Linked DNA regions of Oryctolagus cuniculus: all the other regions are linked to region 1. A link is a contact called in public Micro-C data. All regions are on one chromosome and are shown on one strand. Each heading gives the region's core, a stretch centred on a gene start, on an enhancer-like site or on the middle of the called end of the contact. The rest is flanking DNA. Distances are from core to core; before and after follow the strand shown. Region 1 overlaps PPP3R1 (protein phosphatase 3 regulatory subunit B, alpha). Region 2 overlaps PLEK (pleckstrin). Region 3 holds the start of PLEK (pleckstrin).

Region 1 (4,835 bases), core at 1,402-3,901:
TCACATGTATATATTGGTGAACTATTTTCTTTTTGCCATCGTAGTTTTGCCTCAGTTTGCAGAAAAGGTGGTGGTGGGGGGGGGGATTGGAACATAAAATCACTAAAGTGTATTATAAGTAGAAAAGGAAAGACAATGCCTCTCCAAACAGTAAGTGGATCATTTCCTCTAGAGTATATCATTAATAGAGAGAAATCAGAAATGTAGCACCATAATATTTAGGGAAAATATCAGATTCTACTTACTGAGGCTGAGACATGAGCAGTAGTTTAAAAAGTTGAAATTGAGGCACCTGAAGGATTACATTTAAGTTCAGGAAGACATCATTCCACAGTCTTCATGAATGAATAACAGTAATAATATTGGGGAATACTATAGAGGGATTATAAGTCACCAAATAAAAATACTTAGGTGAACCCACCCTTCTTCACAGCTGCCAAAGATAATCTCTCTACACGGTAAATTCAGCCGAACTGCTAGTTCCTGTGCTTAATTGTCTAGTGGATTCCTTATGTAAACAGGATAAAGTCTAAAGCCCTAGATATTATTTAGCCTCCATTTAACTTCCCACCTTATCTTTTCCCCATTTTACTACAGAATAAATTCTATAACTCAATTTCCCTATAACCCCTTTGCTGGAATGTCCTTGCCTGCACTTGCCACTTTTAAGACTCCTAATGATTTTTCTCAGATCAAACAGAGGGGTCTTATTAATAACCATGTATTTTATAGTTGTAATATTAACTCATTCTGTGGCAAAAGCCATTAAAATAATATTTCAAATCTATTTTCTTCCTTTTGCTTTAAATACCTTAGAAATACTGCAATATTATTGATAGCTGTTCTGGATGAGTAGTTATGATTTTTCTCAGAGGCAAGGCAACATGCCTGTGAACACATTTACCTTGAAAATAAACAGCTTCTTAAAAAGCCCCTGAGGTACAATTTAAAGGCAAAGAGCTATCTAATCTTTTCCATTCATCACTATTCCTACAAACCTGATGCAGCTAAAACCCACCTTGAGATTCTTTATGCCAGTAAAATGTTAGGGATATACTATCTCTTCTCCAACCACTTCTCCATCTTCTCCCTTCTTTCTTTCCAGTAAGTATTAAAATAAGTCACACACAGGGCTGGCGCTATGGCATAGCAGGTGAAGCCGCCGCCTGCAGTGCCGGCATCCCATATGGGCGTTGGTTCGAGACCCTGCTGCTCCACTTCCGATCCAGCTGTCTGCTATGGCCTAGAAAAGCAGTACAAGGTGGTTCAAGTCCTTGGGCCTCTGCACCTGTGTGAGAGACCCAAAACAAGCTCCTAGCTCCTGGCTTCGGATTGGCGCAGCTCTGGCTGTTGTGGCCAATTAGAGAATGAACCAGCAGATATAAGACCTCTCTCTCTCTCTCTCTCTGCCTCTCCTTCTCTCTCTGTGTATCTCTGACTTTCAAATAAATAAATACATTAATTAATACAATAAAATAAGTCACACACTAAATACTCAGTACTTACTGGCTGAGGGGCTGACTGCACAATTTATAGAGTCTATACATAAATATCTAGTGTATTTAAAAATGGCTAGATTGGAAGCCAAGTCATAAATATTTTTTAAAGCCAAGATGTAGGGCCAACATTATGGAGTATCTGGGTGCTGGTTCAAGTCCTGGCTGCTTCACTTCCCATCTAGCTCCCTGCCTATGTGCCTGGGAAAGCAGCAGAGGATGGTGCATGTGCTTGGGCCCCTGCACCAACATGGGAGACCTGGCTGCTGGCCATTGGGCCATGTGCAAAGTGACACAGCAGATTACTATATCTCTGTGTGTGTTTCCCTCTAACTCTGCCTTTCAAATAAATTAAATTAAAAAAACAAATAAAGCCACAAAAAAGCTAGCTTTCAAAAACAAATGATAGGCCGGCACTGCAGCTCAATAAGCTAATCCTCCGCCTGCGGTGCCGGCACACCAGGTTCTAGTCCTGGTTGGGGCGCTGGATTCTGTCCCAGTTGCTCCTCTTCCAGTCCAGCTCTCTGCTGTGGCCCGGGAGTGCAGTGGAGGATGGCCCAAGTGCTTGGCTCTGCACCCGAATGGGAGACCAGGAGAAGCACCTGGCTCCTGGCTTTGGACCAGCGTGGTGCGCCGGCCACAGCAGCCATTAGGGGGTGAACCAATGGAAAAAGGAAGACCTTTCTCTCTCTCTCTCTCTCACTGTCCACTCTGTCAAAAAAATAAAAATAAAAATAAAAAAAATAAAAAACAGTACTTCTAGGCATTGAACAAAGTGACTTAATGAGTTGTCACCAAAAACTTGAGTAGTAGTTATTCAAGTACTTACATTTCCCAGCACTGTACACTAGATGTGTTGTAGGATATTCAAGTACTTTCTGATTCTACATGTAAGGGGCAAGCATTTGGCCTAGTGGTTAAGATGTGCACATCCCATGTAAGAGATCCTGGGTTCCACACCCAGCTCTAGGTCCTGACTCCACCTTCCTGCTAATATGAATCCTGGGAGGCAGCAGAGATGGCTCAAATGACTGGATTCCTGCCACCCACGTGGGAGACTCCTGGCTCAGATCCAGCCAGGGCTGATTCAGGTGTCTGGTAGTAAATCAGCAGATTGAATCTCTCTCCCTCCCTCCCTTTTCCTCTTTACCTCTCAAAGAGGGTTGGGAGGGATGGAGGACATGGCTTCAATGAGCCTTCAGCTCCCATCATCGAAAAACAAACAAAAGGGATCATTTTCCGAACACTTAGGATTGTACTCCCTTAAAAGAGATGGACAAGAACAAACAAACCTCACCCTCCTGACTCATCTTGTGACTCAGATACTCTTCCTCACATTTGCCAAGTTAAAACTCATGTTACTTTTCCATTTTTTCGAAGGATAGCTTTGGGAGAACTACCTTTTTTAATAACTGAAAATGCCTACATTTTCAATTTAAATTATGGTATTAAAATAAGAAATCTTATAAAGTCATATATACCGTTATCTAAAATTTAAGCAAGACAGTAAAATCTTAGATCTTCTAGTAGAGTTTATAAAATATGAAAATAATTATTAATAAGGAATTGATGGATTGCTTCCATAGAAAATTAATTAAAATTTAACCAAGGTAAATTGTTGAGATAGTGTCGGTCAATGCACTCTGAGTATTCTTAAAGAGGAAATTTAGAAGGTTACTCATTTTAACAAGAGATTTTAAGAATCTTATTAGTGTTAGAATACAAAATGACTACAAACTTGCTTTCAGACAGCTCATGTTTTTAATATTTTCTGTGGGACATATGAAAATTAGGGCTGTATAATACTAATAAAGGTAATATATTCATCTTTCAGAAGGAGAAATATAAATCATCTTCTTTTACTACATTTATGTATTTTTCTTATTCAGAGAAAAGGAATTTAAAACATTCCAAAATAGCAAAGAAGAGTCCTAAGCTCTGGGTCTTCAAGCACTGTCAATACATACACACCAAACAGTTATTCAATTGTTGGAGATAAAAGTAAAAAGAACTTGAGGGCCGGCACTGTGGCTTAGTGGGCTAATGCTCTGCTTGTGGCACTGGTTCATATCTCAGCTGCTCCTCTTCCAATCCAGCTCTCTGCCATGGCTTGGGAAAGCAGAAGATGGTGCACATGTTTGGGGCCCTGCATCCACGTGGGAGACCCAGAAGAAGCTCCTGGCTCTGGCTTCGTTGCACCCACTTGGAGAGTGAATCACAGATGGAAGACCTTTCTGTCTCCCTCTCTCTGTGTCTGTAACTCTACCTCTCAAACAAATAATTGAAACACACACACACACACACACAACTTGAAAATGAGACCTGACCCAGGATCAAGGTACAACTATTTTAGCAGATAACAGGGAACTACCCAAAGTTCCAGGTGTCTTTTCAGGGCAATTAAGGTGATTAATAACATCCTAAGACCCTGCAGTTTGACTCATACACCCCAGCAGCTTGGACCCTATACTCTAGCCAATCAATTTAAAAGGCATCAACCCCAAAGCCATTCAACCACTTTTACTAGGTCCATTCCCACCGCTGGATGCACTAATCAGTTTTTAGAGATGTTCTTTAAATTTCCCATGAAATGAGATGATTTGCTAAATGGTACTATAATGTACAGAATGTCTCTGGAAACCCTATAAAAAACCTGTCAACTGAAGAGTTGGGGCTCCCAATTCAAATCCACTGCGTCGATGATAGTTGAGAGCCCAGGCCTGGACCTGTAATAAAACTCTCATGTGTTTTACAGTGTTATCGGCTCCTTGGTAGTCTTTGGGGACAATCAAACTGGGCATAAGAGAAAAAAATCTAAAAAAACTTTTATTAGCTGATTTTGGGGTTTCTCAGAAAGAAGACATAAACAGAATGGCAGAAAAAGAAGCTTCCTCAAATTTTAGCCAATTCTTAATACACATACAGCAGAAAAGAGCAATAGTAATACTGATCCTTCAGGGAATCCTTTTTTTTTTTTTTTTTTTTTGAAAGACTTATTTATTTGACATGTAGAGTTACAGAGAGTGAGAAAGAGAGACAGAGAGAAAGGTCTTCCTTATGCTGGTTCACCCTCCAAATGGCCACAACGGCTGGAGCTACGCCAATCTGAAGCCAGGAGCCAGGTACTTATCCTGGTCTCCCATGGGGTGCAGGGCCCAAGCACTTGGGCCATCCTCCACTGCATTCCCTGGCCACAGCAGAGAGCTGGCCTGGAAGAGGGGCAACCGGGACTAGAACTGGCGCCCATATGGGATGTTAGTGCCGCAGGCGGAGGATTAACCTGCGGCGCCATGGCTCGGCCCCCAGGGAATTGTTTTACTAGCCATTTTATAAATAATT
Region 2 (4,835 bases), core at 637-3,136, 110 kb after region 1:
GCACTAGGATTTGCTTGCAAGCTCAAGCATCAGATCCGCTTTCAAATTCTGAGCAGGAAGGGTTATGTGAATGTTGGAAATGTTGCCTCTGTGTGAGCTTCTTGACTCAGACTAGCCACGATCACTTGCTTTGCCTGATTGTTCTCTCTCCTGAGCGATGGTCCTCCTACCTCCCCATCCTGTGGCCTAAGCTGGCAATCCGTAGCCGGCATCCGTGCCTTGCCCTTCTCTCTTGTCTTCTCACAGTCACGGACTTCACCACAGAGACTTCTCGTTTACCTCAATACAGCCCCCTCCCTCTCACCATCGCAGAAGCTTCTGTACCCATCTCCCTGCCTCCAAACTGCCACCAGGAAGATTTCTCTGTAACACAAATATCCTTCTGTCTCTCTGTGCTTAAAAAATTCCTCTAGTTCCCACTTTCTGCAGAGCTAAGCCTACGCTGTGTGTGTGTACAAAGCTTTTCATAGTCTGGCCCCAGCCCGTGCCTGTTTCCTCCTCCACTCTTCCCAGTGCTCCAGCCACACAGAATCGTGGCTTCCAGAGTGGATGGCATGACTTTGTAGGCCAGTGCCCTGCAGTACCTCGTGTACCCCTAAAATATGCTTTCTGTCTTGTCCTGATTAGATTCTACTCATTCCCCAAGAGGCAGCTCAGATGTCATAGATGAAGCTACCTCCAACTCCTACAGGCTCCTCCTCTATGCTTTCATATATTTCACTGTCCCCTTCTAGTATAGCCTTTATCATATTTAGTCATCATTATTTGACAATGGGCATTTTGATTACTTTTCATTACACTCCCATTACCATTTCCTGCATCCAGAGTACTTGGCACAAGAATGTTTGTTGAATGAATACATGAACATAAAAAAGGACTGCGATGAATAAACTCTAGGGCAGTGTTTTCTAAATTTTAGTACAAAAATCACCTAAAGTGCTTCATAACATGCAGATGCTCTGGACTTACTCTCTGTGGGACATTGATTTAGGTGAGCTTAGGAATCTACCTTTTCACAGGCATTCCAGATCATTCCAATGGCTGGAGAGATGCCCTCCCCATAAGGCTAAGCAAATTCCCCCCCAACCAGCAAATAATTTTTGCAAGGCAAAGAACATTGTTCTTGGAGGTGGTGTAGGCTGAAGAAGGTGTTTATGTCCATAGGCAGTCCCTGAAGGTGGTTGTTCTCAGCACTGCTGGGATTAAATAGATACCAGCCTAGGTCTGAGAAAACCACAGTGAAGTGAATACCAACAAGACTCTAAAGCATCAAATTCTGTGTACAAGGGCTGTACTGCTTCTTTTTCAGGACAATTGTCATCGACTCCCATGTGCTTGTTTAGTTAAAATAGTCACTATTTAGCCAGGCCCAAGCTGTTTTCATTAGAGTGTTGCATTTGTGTCAAGCTTCTCTTTGGAGATTCTCCAAGCATTTTAGCAGCTTCAAGCCTGTCTTCCCTCCTTCCCTGAGGGAGGAACAAGTACAAGTTCACGCCAACTCGTTAGAGAGGCATTGCTCAAGAGCAGCTCCTGGGGCACCAGATGCAGGCAGGAGAGAGTGGGCTCCTTCCCAGCCCTCTCCCCTCTGCTGTGTCTCATTTTCCCCACCCACCCTGCCAAATGCTCATTATTGTCTTCAGCAGGTGGCTTCCACCCCTGCCTTCAAGTCTGCTCAGACAGTTTTCCTCCCAAGATAGTTAAACTCCAAAAAGATTCACAGGTTCTAGACAGTGCAGAACTGCCAAGGACCACAGTAGCCAAAGCAAAGCCACCCTGTAATTAATCCAAGGGATTTTGCAGACACTGTGGTAAACATAGACTGGGCTGTGGTTCAGGAGGCTGAGCCTCTAGGCAGCAGATGTCCACCTGGCTCTCCCAGAGGTTCAGGGTGCCAACCTTAGCCACCTGTATATGCCTGTCCTCACCATGGCTCCTCATTCCTGTAACTTGCCTCCTGGTGAGCCCCCCTATGGGCTCTTCATCTTGCATGTTCCTGCAGACTCTGATTCCTCAGATCCAGTGAGGTTAACCCAATTGAGTTAACCCTGTTTTGGATTTGGGTATCTACTTCTCACACTCCACATTTGCCACGTTCTGCCTTCTCAATCATCAGCATACCAAGTTTTCAGCTCCCTGACTCCAGAGTTGATAAAGGCACCCTACACGGCCAAAGCAATATACACAGTACTCAAAACAGACCCTCTGAAGGAAAGAGGAGGGGACCACCTGGCAGCTACCCCTTGGGGAGTGTCTCTAGTAGTCTGCCCCTTGGGAATATTCCGTGATACTGTGTTAGCTTGAAGTAACACTTTGACAGTAGAGACTCCATTTTGGATCACCTGAGACTCCATCTTGAGAAAGCATTCCCCACCCCGCCCCCACCACGAGATTCTGGTCTGAAACTGTGATCTAAAGCATTCAGACAATAGCAGTCCCCTGCATCACACTTGGCAACCTGCATCACACTTGGCAAAGCATAGAAACCCCCTAAAATGATTGCTCAAGCTTAAAAACAGGCTACACCTGGGTTAATGATAAGATTGTAATTTGTCCATGTCCTGCATATGATTTAGGGCAATACCTGGATTAATGTCAAGATTAAGATAGTAACTGGTAATGTTAAGATAATAATTGATATTATTTTCACATAGGCTTTAGGTTAGCTTGACCCCAGTAACCATGTGTTCCCCCTGATCGTAGCAACCATGTATTTTCCTCCCGATTTTGTGGTTTTTGCCTTTAAAAACCCTATTGCTTTGGGCTTCAGGGTCGAGAGTTCTCTAGCACATGAGCCCGCTCTCCACTGCTGGCAGTGGTGCTCTTCTGTTTGCACTCACTTTGTACCTAACTCGCCTTGTATCTAACTTGCTACCTATAAGATAATCTAACCTTGGAGCTTGATTCCTTGCCTCATGGGCCACTTTGCCTGGTGTTTTCACGTTTGTTTGTTTTTAAGTAAACCAACAGTAAAGTTAGCTCCGTGTGCATGTATAGCTCTATGAGCTTTACTACTTGTTCAGATTCACGCAACCCTTGCCATTACCAGGTTACAGAAGAGTTCCATCACCCCTCATGCTACCCCCATGAGTGAATGCAAGCTTTATTTGAAAGCCTTAATTTCATAAAAACCTCCAGGGAAAGGTTAAACTCCATAGGTAAGTTAAGAAAGATAGCCTGTATGCAATTATCTGGAGGAATTTATCGTTTAATGTTGGATTACTGCTATAGAGTGAGGATAAATTCCCATAATACCAGCCCTAAATTGGTGCTTAGGTTGTCTTCTCTGTCAAATTTGGCTAAGCTGTTCCCTCCTACCCAGCCATGCAAGAGCTAGCTCAGAAAAGATCCAGGACCTGAATGACAGTCTGATGTTTTAAAATATTTATGTAAGGGGCCGGCGCTGTGGTGCAGTGGGTTAAAGCCCTGGCTTGAAGCGCCGGCATCCCATATGGGCATTGGTTCAAGACCCGGCTGCTCCACTTCAGATTCAGCTCTCTGCTATGGCCTGGGAAAGCAGCAGAAGATGGCCCAAGTCCTTGGGCCCCTGCACCCACGTGGGAGACCCGGAAGAAGCTCCTGGCTCCTGGCTTCAGATCGGTGCAGCTCCAGCCATTGTGGCCAATTGGGGAGTGAACCATTGGATGGAAGACCTCTCCCTCTCCCTCTCCCTCTCCCTCTCCCTCTCCCTCTCCCTCTCCCTCTCCCTCTCCCTCTCTCTATAACTCTTTCAAATAAATAAATAAATCTTTAAAAAAAATTTATTCAAAAGGCAGAGAGACATAGGAAGGAAGAGAGAGAGTGCATGTGCTCCCATTCACTGGCCAGGGCTGGGCCGGGGCAGAAGCCAGGAGCAGGTACTCAATCCAGGGATCCCACTAGAGTGGCAGGGACCCTGTTACTTGAGCCATCACTACTGCCTTCCAAGGCCTGTCTTGGCAGGAACATGAGACAGGAGCCAGAGCCAGGCATCAAACCCAGGCACTCTAATGTGGGCTGATTGGCATCTTAACTACCAAGCTAAACATATGCTCTGGAACCTAATGTCTTAAAATTATATCCATCAAACCTATTATTTGGGGGCATATCTAATATGAATTAAGAATCATAAAACTGTGGCCATGAAACTTCTGAAAATAGCTCTTGATGTGGTCATATTAATTACATTTCAAGGTGTAATCATCAGATTGAAGGAAGCCAAGTACCCCACACACATTCACACACATTTATCTACTTCACACCAAAACACAATCTGAAGGATAAGCTCAGCAAAGATCAAGACCTCAACTGGGATTTGAACCGGAAAAATGGTTTAGTATTTGACAATATATGTTTTTGTCAGAGAGAGTGACTCTCTGATAAAGGAAAAGCCAGCTGTTTACTTTGGAAAATTCATGATGCTACTGTGTATAGTGGGTTTGTTGAACTTTTTAGGACATTAAAAATATTCTCTCCAAATAATTTTGACGTTTTTGACTTCTGATTCAAGCAAGGAGAGAGGTTGCCACTGTCACTGTTCTTACCTCTTGGGCCATGGCATCTCTCAGGATGGCCCTGTCAGCTCTTAGAGCTGCCATTGGCTGCTAGAGGAGGGTATGCATGTTGGAATCATAATGATTTGAGTTTTCATTTTGCCTCTTCCACTCATACAAACCACGTGAACCTGGACAGACAGCCTCTGCCCTCTGAGCTTACTTGTTTCATTTTAACAGTGGAAATCATAGATAACTTATAGGGTGGCTTGGAGGATTTGATGGTATGTTTAAAATGTCCACCACCCAACAGGTGCTCAAAGAATGGTAATGTTACCTTTCCTGCCTTCATGTAATCCATCTTTC
Region 3 (4,835 bases), core at 1,083-3,582, 70 kb after region 1:
GGCAGATTGAAGACCTTTCTCTCTCTCTCTCTCTGCAACTCTTTCAAATAAATAAAATAAATCTTAAAAAAAAAAAAAAAGAAAGAAAAAGAAAGAAAGAAAAGAAAGCATGGTACTCTGTGAATAACAGACAAAATCTGTAAGTTATTTGTTGATGTGAATAAATCCCTGTTGTCTGCCCCAAACTCCAGGGCCAGGGTCTGCTTCACTTGCTTAATCTGGCCTGAACTGACTTCTTTACACTGCCTTATTATCTATTATAAACTCCTGATCCTTCCATACCTGTTTCTCTCTCTCTCTACTGAATGACCTAGTACCCTGCATCTTTCCTGTACCCTGAGCCATCCTAATTTTCTCATCCTTTATGCCTCACAATGAGTAGAAAAAATTTTCTTCACATGACTGACATGAATTTTAATTCTGCTGGCCATAAGATTTTTATTTTTTCTTAAAAAAAAAAGTAGTCTTTCTTGTCACCGAGTGTACTAGATTACAACTGTACTGTTTACAATTCTGAGTGGAATTATAGATAACAGTAAATTTGTTTTACATTAACTAGTTACAAATCATACAGATGGTGACAACTTTAATAAAATGGTAAAAGTGCAAAGACATTAAAAGGCTCTTTATAAATTTTAAGGTAGCCTTAAAGAGCAATTACCTTTACATCATATTCACATAAGTATCCAGAACAAAAGCCATATTATCTACTCCAACAAAATCCTGGTTCAGGGAGATTCCCAGGAGCTCAGAACTGTCAGATTTTTATATATGTACTCATAATCTTCCTCCTCTTGGTTGCTCCACAGTTTAAAACTCAAACTGGAGTGAAGGGACGGAAAGATTTTAACACACAGGAAAATGAGAACTACTTTTAAGGTAGCAACTATTGAAATGCTTGTCCAAAAAAAACAAATTCCTTGTGGAACTCAATTACGTCTTACAAACCCTCCTGCTTTCTCCTTACTTGAATTAATCAGTGATATTAATAAATTGATATTACAAAGTCTGTAGACAAAAATGTAAATATGTTCATTATACTAAGTTAATATGAAGGTTTCCCAAATGGAATGAAAATTTTTAGGACTGTACATTTAATTAACTGGAAAAACTAACCACATCATTCCAAAATCTAACTTATTTGAATTAATCAGTATCCTACATGGCAAAGTTCAGTTATGGGTATGGTCTTGATATTTTCAAACCAAAATAATCTTGAAGTTGAGAAGCTGCTGTCACCATGAATTATGTAGGTTCTGAAATAGTATTGCGAGGATGGAAGAGAAACATGCCAAGAATAAATCAGAGAACTGGAAAGAGGAATATAATAACCTAGAAGAAAACAGTATCATATGCTACATCTTAATTTTTTTTTTTAAATACGGAAACAATGAGTATGAGAAAGGTAAGAAATTTGAGAGCAAAGGAAGATTTCCCAAATTCAGTCTGTTGTTCAGAAATATGGAAGGGAGTACACAAGTAGAGAAAAAACTGTTTGGAAGCCAGCTCATTTTGCTATATAAGATACAAAAAAAAGGTCGGATCACTGTTACTCAAAATGTATCCTAAGTAAAAGCATTCACTGCAACCAACAAAGACCACCTATATCTTGATGTTCAAGTAAAATGTGTGCAATAAGTTCTGTTAAAGAACTAAAGTGAAAAAAAAAAATCCCTAACTTCCAGAGTATGCCAACAAAAAGACTGGCTCTGGTCTTAATAAATTGTTTTCTGTCACAGTCTAGGAAAGCCTAAATTTTGTGGCTTTGAGGACTGAAGTTGTGTCTGAGCTGTATCCAGACCAGAGCTGGCAGGGAAAAACATCCTGTACTCACCAAAATCACGAATCTTTGATTCAGTATGTTCTTAATCTGCATTCTCATTATGCCCACAAACTTAATCATTTGTCCTATATTTTAAATAAAAGTTGATTTAAATATTCTAATATCAAACTCTTCTTTCATAACCACCCCCGGATTGATTTTCAATTGCAATCAATAGAATTCCTCTCTTCACTAAGCCACCAGTAAATTCTGAAATAGCTAAGTCCTACCTAGAGGGTGGAACACCATACAATTAAAAGGTGCAAGAAACTGCGTCAAACTGTCTAAACATCTTCAGACAACTGTTCCAAGACTTTGAGAGACAGTGCACCAACCGAATTACACGTTCGGGTATCTGATATTCAGGGAACAGCACCGCGAGTTTTCTCTCCCACGTATGCAATTCTCGGTTACAAAGAGGAAACGACACGGGCTGCCCGGAGCGAGAGCACCGGCGCGGTAGCCGGCTAAAAGGGCGTCGTAGATTTCTTGGCTAGAGCCAGAGAGGCGGGAGACACACCCCTAGCGTCGGCCTGAAACACTACAGCAGCGAATTCTACCTAGGGATTAATGTGAGGGTAAGGAAAGACAAATTTAAATCGCCATGATTCAAAAACAACCACCCCGGGAGAGACCTACACGAAGGCCACGAAGCGGCTGAGAAACGCTCGCGGGTGGGGAAGCATTCCCAAGCCAGCATCGCCACCGCTCCGAGGCCGGGCTGGCCCGTGTTTTCGCGGCTCCACCTTGGACCTTTCCGGCTCGCCCGTGCACCGAGAGCAGCGGCGGCGACAGAAAGCCCCCTGCGGCTGCAAACAGCCGCGAAGCCACCACCGCCGGCAGAGGGGCAGGATTCCTGCCAAGGCTCTCGGCTCCCAAACGGGGCGTGAGTGGGAGCGAGAGCAGCTCCGCAGAGAAAGTGGGTCTTACATAAAGCGCCATTTGCCACCTATTATGATTTCCACCCGCTCACGGAATACCCTCCAACTTGCCAAACAGAGTAAGTCCGGGGGCGCAAGGGGGAGCTCCACAGAGAGAGGGAACGTGGGCTGCAGGGGACCCGCGCCGGGGCGGGGGCGGCGGGGGTCGGGACCCGGGCGACTCCCGGCGGCCGCCCGCGGAGACCCGGGGGCGGGCGCGGGGGTCCCCGGTGCAGCCTCAGGCAGGCCCGCCGTCCTGTCACGCAGCTGGCCCGCCGCCTCCGCCGGCCGCATGGGCCGGGCCTGGGTCTCTGGAATTTTCCAGCGGGGACAGCCGACGAGCGGCGTCGGAGCTCGCCCCCCGCCCCCGATCCCGATCCCGATCCCGTCCGCGGAGGGCGGAGGAGGGACGTGCACGGGAAGCCAAGGTCTCACCATTTTGCTCGGCGGGTCGGCGGCTCGCTCTTGGAGGAAGAGTGTCGGCGTTCGGACCAGCTCCTGCAGGAAGCGGCGGCGGCCCGGCGGCGGCCCTCGGGACGCCCGCGGGGAGGGGGTGCGGGTGGGGGAGGGGAGGCGGCGCCGCGGGGCCCGCGCCGGCCGGGTGACTGGGCACGCGAGGAAGCGGGCAGGGCCGGGGGGAAGAAATTAAGATCGAGATTTAGAGACAGAGAGCGCGGGAGAGGCGGCGAGAGGCGGGGAGGAAGGAAGGAACGGCGAGCGGGACCCAGAGGGCCAGGCGGCTCGGGGGCTGCTGCCTCGCGCTCGCTCCGGAGCCGTGACGGACTCACTGCAGTGGCTCGCGCTGACCCGCAACCTCAAGGCACGAAAAAAGGGGAGGGCGGGAGAGGGAGGGGAGGGCCGAGCGCAGCGGCGCGCGCGGGGCGGAGGGCGGGGGCGCGCGCGGGGCCGGCGGCGGGGCGGGGCTTCCACGAGCGCCGTACATCCGGGAACCCGCGCGCCGCCTCAGCGGCGGCCGCCGGGACGCTCTGGCGACTGCTGGTTGGGGAGCGCCGAGCGCGCGGACCACGTCCGCCCCTCCGCCTGCCGCCCCTTGCGTGCGTGCGGGGCGGAGAGAAGCCGGGGGCGGGGGCGCGGACGGCGGTGACGTCGCGTGGCGGAGCCCTTCCTGTCATGTGGCTGGTAGGCGGCCGGGGAGGAAGGCCTGGCATGGAGGGGAAGGAGGAAGTGCGCGGGTGCCCCCGGGAGGGCGGAAGCGCCTGGGGAGCGCGAGCAGCCCCCTGAGGGGACTTGGCCTGGCAGCGGGGGCCTGGTGGGGGAGGAGGAGCAGAGGAGTGGCCTCGCGGTGTCGGAACCGCCCGGACGCCGCTTTCGAAATCCTTGGGGCTAGAGAGACTGCAAAGTATCCTTGCGTGTGCGTGCGGGCGTGGACCCCCCCTTCAGAGACGCACGGCGCCCCCGGACTGTTGTCACCGGTGCTGCGACCCCAGGCCGGTCCCGAGCCCGACTGGCGAGGCAGCCGGCCGCAGCCCGCTCTCGCGAAGACCTTCCCGGCCAACTCGGTACTTTTCCTCCTAGTCTGCGAGCTGCCCCTGGCCGGGCTGCTGCAGCGTTTAATTTTGGAAAAATATGGCAAGAAACGTTGCCCACGCATCCCCTTTAGGAGTGTAGCCACCCTGATGGCAGTTACCTCCCCAGCAAACTCAGACTACAATAGACGTGCGGTCCAGAAAAGCACACGGAGAAAAGTTATGTTCGAGAGAGAAAGCAAGCTGGCAGGAGAGGTGTGATGAAAAAACAGCCTGCGACTATTTTAACTAGTTGTTCCTTTTGAAATGTTGACTCCGTGTGTGAGTGTGTGTGTGTGTGTGAGAGAGAGAGAACGAACGTTTTCTGGGAGCTCACTCCTTTTGATAAGTCCTTAGCCTAGTGTTGTAAGAGGCCATGGTGTTTTTAAAGGCAGTCTGTTCATGCTCCTTACAGGAGAACTTTATTCTGTTTTGTACTAATTGTTTTTCCACATGCTGAGCATGCGTCTTTTCTATTAAGGCTCAGTGCTGTACCCTAATGAGATCTGTGGCCCCATCTCCTCCCTCCCCCCACCCTGAGCTACCTTGTTTCTGAGTCAGGACTAA

What was found. Hi-C and Micro-C count contacts between places; a contact is called where the count stands out from the background.
Region 2: a Micro-C map of ear pinna shows a contact between it and region 1, with 2.4 times the contacts expected there. The contact joins two enhancer-like sites. A contact is called at or near these places in 4 of 6 Hi-C or Micro-C datasets (ear pinna, psoas muscle, skin fibroblasts and 1 more).
Region 3: a Micro-C map of ear pinna shows a contact between it and region 1, with 4 times the contacts expected there. The contact joins the promoter of PLEK here to the enhancer-like site in region 1. A contact is called at or near these places in 3 of 6 Hi-C or Micro-C datasets (ear pinna, psoas muscle and an unstated tissue).

What each region holds. Positions count from the first base shown.
Region 1 is chr2:134,421,022-134,425,856 of mOryCun1.1, reverse strand. The region is part of intron 3 of PPP3R1 (protein phosphatase 3 regulatory subunit B, alpha); the gene reads right to left. Among named protein-coding and RNA genes, the nearest start is that of DNAAF10, 34 kb to the left of the region's middle. Within about 2 kb of position 2,651, at least 3 of the 8 cell types and tissues checked have an H3K27ac peak or open chromatin away from gene starts, as enhancers often do. A contact at or near this core is called in ear pinna, where this site is marked.
Region 2 is chr2:134,314,067-134,318,901 of mOryCun1.1, reverse strand. All of the region lies in intron 1 of PLEK (pleckstrin), which reads left to right. All of the region lies in intron 2 of PPP3R1 (protein phosphatase 3 regulatory subunit B, alpha), which reads right to left. Among named protein-coding and RNA genes, the nearest start is that of PPP3R1, 35 kb to the right of the region's middle. Within about 2 kb of position 1,886, at least 3 of the 8 cell types and tissues checked have an H3K27ac peak or open chromatin away from gene starts, as enhancers often do. A contact at or near this core is called in ear pinna, where this site is marked.
Region 3 is chr2:134,350,932-134,355,766 of mOryCun1.1, reverse strand. PLEK (pleckstrin) reads left to right here and starts at 2,332. Exons shown (of 10, transcript XM_070069027.1): 1 at 2,332-2,822. The region is part of intron 2 of PPP3R1 (protein phosphatase 3 regulatory subunit B, alpha); the gene reads right to left.